Regions from separate parts of the Columba livia genome. Here region 2 is linked to region 1. A link is a contact called in public Hi-C data. All regions are on one chromosome and are shown on one strand. The core of a region is the stretch at or near the end of the contact, and the rest is flanking DNA. Distances in the headings are between cores, read along the strand shown. Region 1 overlaps SRPK2 (SRSF protein kinase 2). Region 2 has its middle 27 kb from the start of KMT2E.

Region 1 (2,771 bases), core at 194-2,693:
TTTTAGACAAAAACATAAGCCAACATGCTCTCAGCACTTAAATCCACCAAAACAAAATTTAATTGCTATACTGAAGAATAAATCAAAGAAAACCTGACTGTAGAAGGGGACAGAACTCACTGAAAACCTGAAAAGGACAATAGTTGCAATCCCCCACCCATTTCAGAATGGAATATACTTAAATTTCTCATTCTTCAAGTGAGAAAAATCAGACTGGATACGATATCATGACAGTTAAAAGGACAGTTGCTTTTATTTTTTGTATACTCCCCATGATCCTAATATCGAATAATAAAATCTACCTCTGTGAAGCATTTTCAACATTGCATTTCTGACTGATTTTATTGACCATGCAATGCAAAGAGAAGCAGGCAAAAAAGTCAAGCCAAGTGTGCAGCTGAGACTCAATGGTAACTGATGGGCAACGTCCCGCTTGCTGCCACAGGACTCCCAACCCTCTGTGGAAAGATTAAACAGGAAAGGAAAAAAAACAACATTTAAAAAACATACTAAAGAGTACTGAAAGAAGCAGCTGTGGGGCAAGGGGCTGGAACTGACTCCTCTTAACTATTTGAGTGTTTCCTTATGTTCAAATTATTCATAGCATACAGATAACTGGCTGTTTTGCCAGATAAAATTTCAGTTTTAACCCTGTAGACATTGCCTACCATTTACACAGCTCTTTATATTTTGAACTTCATTAACGTTCTACAGAGAAGTGACCTTTTGTTGAAGTAGAAATTAAGTAAAATTCAACATGTATCATGTAAACAAACTGCCCAGGGAGGTTGTGGAGTCTCCTTCTCTGGAGACATTCAAACCCGCCTGGACACCTTCCTGTGTAACCTCATCTGGGTGTTCCTGCTCCAGCAGGGGGATTGCACGGGATGAGCTTTTGAGGTCCCTTCCCATCCCTGACATTCTGTGATTCTGTGAAGTACTTGAACACAAATGGAAAGAAATTTTAACTTAATGGGAACACCTTGATTTTGTAGCATGTGACTTAGTTATTTTTCAAAACAATACCCTGGGCCTAGGCTACTTGGATAATTTCCTTATTAGAATCTGAGACAACAGAAACATACAGCAGAAAACTGCAATAAAATAGACACACTATTTTTCTTTGTATTCACTATTTACTAAATGAGTCATATAATTCCCTGCAGCCAAACTGCATCGCATTTGCTCTTCTTTTTAAAAGAAAAAGCAAGTAAGGAAAATAGCTCTACTACACACAAAGGAATGTTTTTGTATTGCAGCTGCCAAAAATAGATCCGGGCTTTGCTGATCCCGTTTCTCAAATGCATGCAGTACTGAAGAAGAATGAAAATCCACACAGGCAGCAGAGGGACTCAGGAGATTTTGATGCCCAGACCACTGCCATTTCTCAAAATTTCTCAGCCAGCCACCAACACGTCCTGTCAGCATTGTACTTCTTGTAGTTCTGCAAAGTCATTGCAAATTGTTTTTCCCGGCCTGCCAGGTCACGCTCAAGGAGTCATTGGAATACAGATGAACCACAAAGTCTTCGTATTTACCAGCATCTACAAACACACGCATACTGGCAGCACCCCCTGAGCACAAATAATAAGGTACAGGAAGAAGCAATAAACTATTTTAAGCACTTCTGGTGATTTTAAAGAAGCAATGGATCAATTTGCTTGGAGAGTGAGTGTTCAACCTCTACTGCTTTAGAGGCTCTCCTCTTCAGAACCCCCCATCTCCCTCACCACAGAAGCAGCCTGCAGGCCCTGCTCCCCAGGGCAGCACTGCTGCCAGGCTCAAAACCACATTACTGTTCTGCCGGATCCCTGGGAGACATAAACCAAATACATATAAACAGAATTTACTTTAGCTTCAAGAAGCAGAAGGGAAAATAAAAAAACTTGTTGTTTGCATGGAAAAGAATATTGAAAGGATGTGCAGTCTATAAGCTTTAAATTGGAAAGCGCTGCAAAAAACATTAGATTAAATGGCAGGAGCTAACAGAGCTAACATTTGCAACATGTGAGGGAGATATAAAAAAAAAAACAGACATCCCACGAAACCTCCCACTTTCTGATGTGCCTTGGACAAAAACGCGGGCCTATCTACAGAGCGCTCATCCTGACGGGATACTTGCTGAGGCAGGTAGTTCAAGCAGCCCATCTGTTGGTTTGTTGTTGTGGGTTTTTTCAACATATTCAAGGACTCTTGTTTCCAAAGAAAACAATTCTCTCCCTGATAGGAATGTGATCAGGGACCTGCTCAGTGACTAAGTCAGTAACAGAATATCCAGCTTTTACAGGAACAATGGCATTCAGGACTCTTTCTTAATAGGATCCCCAGAAAAAAAAAAAAAAAAGAAATTAAGGACTGTTCAAACATCAGGAAAAAAAGTCAGTACAAGAAAAGCACAATGGACACTGAATCACAAGGAATGTTAAGTTTGTGTCTTATCTGTCCTGGTCCTTACAGAACCAGGAGCTTCCTCAAGAGGCAAGAGAGCATCAGCAAGACAAATTAGAGAAAAGTGTCAGAAAAATGTTAAAGGAGAAACATTTGGAAAGGCTCAGACACAGAAAGTGTGTGGTAACACAGACACCATGCTGTCACAGAAAGCAAAGCATTCAGAACAAGAATGCCACGAGGGCACAGACACCCACTGTGCAAAGCGCTTGCCACACCTAGAAGAAAAGCGGTTTAGCAGAAATGACACAGCATTATTAATATTTTTGACTACAATATGCCCCAAGAAAAAGGATGGCTAAGAGAATTACAGGTGTTTCTTT
Region 2 (2,771 bases), core at 133-2,632, 220 kb before region 1:
GGAGTCACTCTCATATCAGTAGCATCCAGCCTCCGAGCTCTCCTTGCCAGCAGGGACACTGTTCAGCTAATTCCCACACCTCTTCATGAGCTGCTGCTGCCAGACCTGCAGCTGTTAAGAATAAGGCAGTTCCTTTCCAAACACATTTTCAAGGACTTGTATTTATTTTATTTATTTTTTTTTACAGTACCAGACATTGCATTATGACATCCCTTCCACTGATTATTGACAGATTGATATGAACTCTATTCAGGCTTAACTAGAAAGATAATCTTGCACACAGGAGCAGAATGCCGCAATAGTCAGAGCTCAGAGCTGGCCCCTAGACACACCTAGGATTTCATACGGATTTAAACAATTCATTTTTTAAAAGGCAGCAGTTAACTGCTGTGATGCTGAATAAGGATGGATGTACAAGCTAGTAACCACTAGCCAGCAGCTCTCCAGGGAGCATCCATGTACACACTCTTACCTGTAAATGCAAGACATATTCCCTTCTAAATATGTCCTGCTTCCTCTTGTGTATTTTAGGGAAAAGCATACACACACTTACCGTGAAACAGAGCATGAATGGGATGTTAAACATCAATTTGGACTCAGCCTTTTGCGAAGTATGTGCTTCCCTGTACCTCAGCAATGCCAGTTCTTACACCCGGCCAGTGCACACATTTCAATCCACAGACCTAAGAGGCCTATGCTCGTATGAGCACTTCTTGCTTTATCAAAACATTACAATAAAACTGCCAGTCTGCTAGAAACTCTCACAGCATTATTCATCAAGCAGTAGTTCAGAAGCTCAGTAAAACAGAGAGGATAATTTACTCCCAAATTGCTGGATTTGTTTGAGGTTTTCACCCACCCTGCCTCTCGTATTTTGCTTTCATTGGATAATTTATGAGTAAAACTGCAAACGATCCTTTACCAGCAGCTGTATCAGACCTGGCACTGTCAGGTTTTCAGACACTGAGATTAAGCTGTGCAGCCACAAGGAAGGCTTTTATTGATGTTCTAAAGTACGTAGTTTAACGAAAGAACAGCAACGACCACACACTTTGCTCAAATTATTAATGACAACATTCTGTGCTTGGGAATGGCTGAGTTTGCTAAGGAGATTTGTCTCTGAATTCATTTACATGAGCTATTTCAGCTATGCAAACCACACAAGTGAAGCTGTGCTGCCTTCCAAAGAGCTTCACCCAGTACTTTGCTGAAGACCCTGCTACTCGGAAAAACTTTCTTCATTTCTGCCTGGAGTCTTTCCCCCTCCCCTTCATGAAAGGACAAGTGAAGCACAAAGACCTCAGCGGGCAAAGGAAAGGCACTTTTCACACCCCTCTCTCATAAGCTGCAGATTCCCAAATGCCTGTCTGCATTGTTTTTCACATAGCATTGGGTACGGTCACAAGATAGTCACTCACACTGAACAAGGTAGCTAACAACTCATGACAGATGGCCCCAGAGCTGACTGAAAACTTACAAGGGTTGGACATGGGTGCTAGGAACAATCCTTACATTCAGTCACCTGAAACTGCTCCTGCTCAAGTGTGAGAGGGAAACTTTCAGCCCAGACCCTAAAAAATTGTATCTATGGGCTAAAGGAATTTCTAGTCTTCACTGGGTGAAATTCAAGTATGCCATCAGGTATGGGCAAATAACTCTTGGTAACTTCAAAATATGTACAAACCCCTGATTTAATCCTTTTTTGTTGTACCTGCTCTGTTGCTATGATGAATGGTAACTCCTGTTAGATTTAACTTACATAATAACATGAATTCTGTGCACTTCCACAGCACTTTCCTTTTGTTAGAATACACTTCATGGATATTACTTGCTCTCTACAGAAACATACCATGCTGTGATATTTTCATGACATCCTACAAAGAATGTAGGAAAGTACATCAAAACGTAGGCACATTGCCGAAGTCATACAATTATCCACACAGGCATATTTCTGTACAAAGCTTCACCTATGAGCAAACAGTAGAAACTATAATAACAAAAAGAATTATTAAACAGAGAAATATCATATACTTTGGAAGAACCCAGAATTTTTTTTTTAATAAATGGAAATCTATATCAAGCATTATTATTCATGGAAGGGCTCAGCAGCCACAAGGACGAGCACGGTTTGGTTGATAAGTGTATCTGAGTTTCAAGAAAGCTTTCAAGCATGTTCCTCAACGCCTTTAAAGAAGCCAAACAGTCATGGCTTAAGAGGGAAGATCCATCCAGGGGCAAATAGTTGTTAAAAGATGGGAAACAGAAGACAGTTAATCAGTGTAATTCCCCAAAGATCTGTGATGGAGCTGTCTGGTTCATTGTACCTGGAAAAGGGAGTGAACAAAAATATGACAGAGTTTACCGATGATGGAAGTTATTGAGCGTGGTGAGAATGAGGGGTGACAGACTGCACGAAGAATCAGTCAGTGAGCAATAAAACAGCAGACAGAATTCAATATAGATAAATGTAAAATGATGCACAGGCAGAAAAGCAATTCTAACTTCACATATACGTGCTCATACGTGTGGTCAGAGCAGACCAGTGGTACTCAGAAGTAAGATACTGAGGTTGTGATAGAAGTTCTACATGGTATCAGCTCAGTGTTTAACAGACATCATGATAAGGATGCTGTGAATGCTGATGTTTAATATTAGCTTAATGGAATACTGGACAATCTTGGAAATTAAATCTGTCAAGGTTAGCTAAAAGCACAAAGCCCCATATTCAGCTCAGGATGTGAGGATGGTTGGAGACTGGGAGAGCAGTTCTC

Evidence for each region. Hi-C and Micro-C count contacts between places; a contact is called where the count stands out from the background.
Region 2: a contact with region 1 is called in a Hi-C map of crop, with 2.4 times the contacts expected there. The contact joins two enhancer-like sites. A contact is called at or near these places in 2 of 2 Hi-C or Micro-C datasets (crop and liver).

What each region holds. Positions count from the first base shown.
Region 1 is chr1:197,282,098-197,284,868 of bColLiv1.pat.W.v2, reverse strand. All of the region lies in intron 2 of SRPK2 (SRSF protein kinase 2), which reads right to left. Among named protein-coding and RNA genes, the nearest start is that of SRPK2, 17 kb to the right of the region's middle. Within about 2 kb of position 1,443, at least 1 of the 3 cell types and tissues checked has an H3K27ac peak away from gene starts, as active enhancers do.
Region 2 is chr1:197,500,337-197,503,107 of bColLiv1.pat.W.v2, reverse strand. No RefSeq gene overlaps it. Among named protein-coding and RNA genes, the nearest start is that of KMT2E, 27 kb to the right of the region's middle. Within about 2 kb of position 1,382, at least 1 of the 3 cell types and tissues checked has an H3K27ac peak away from gene starts, as active enhancers do.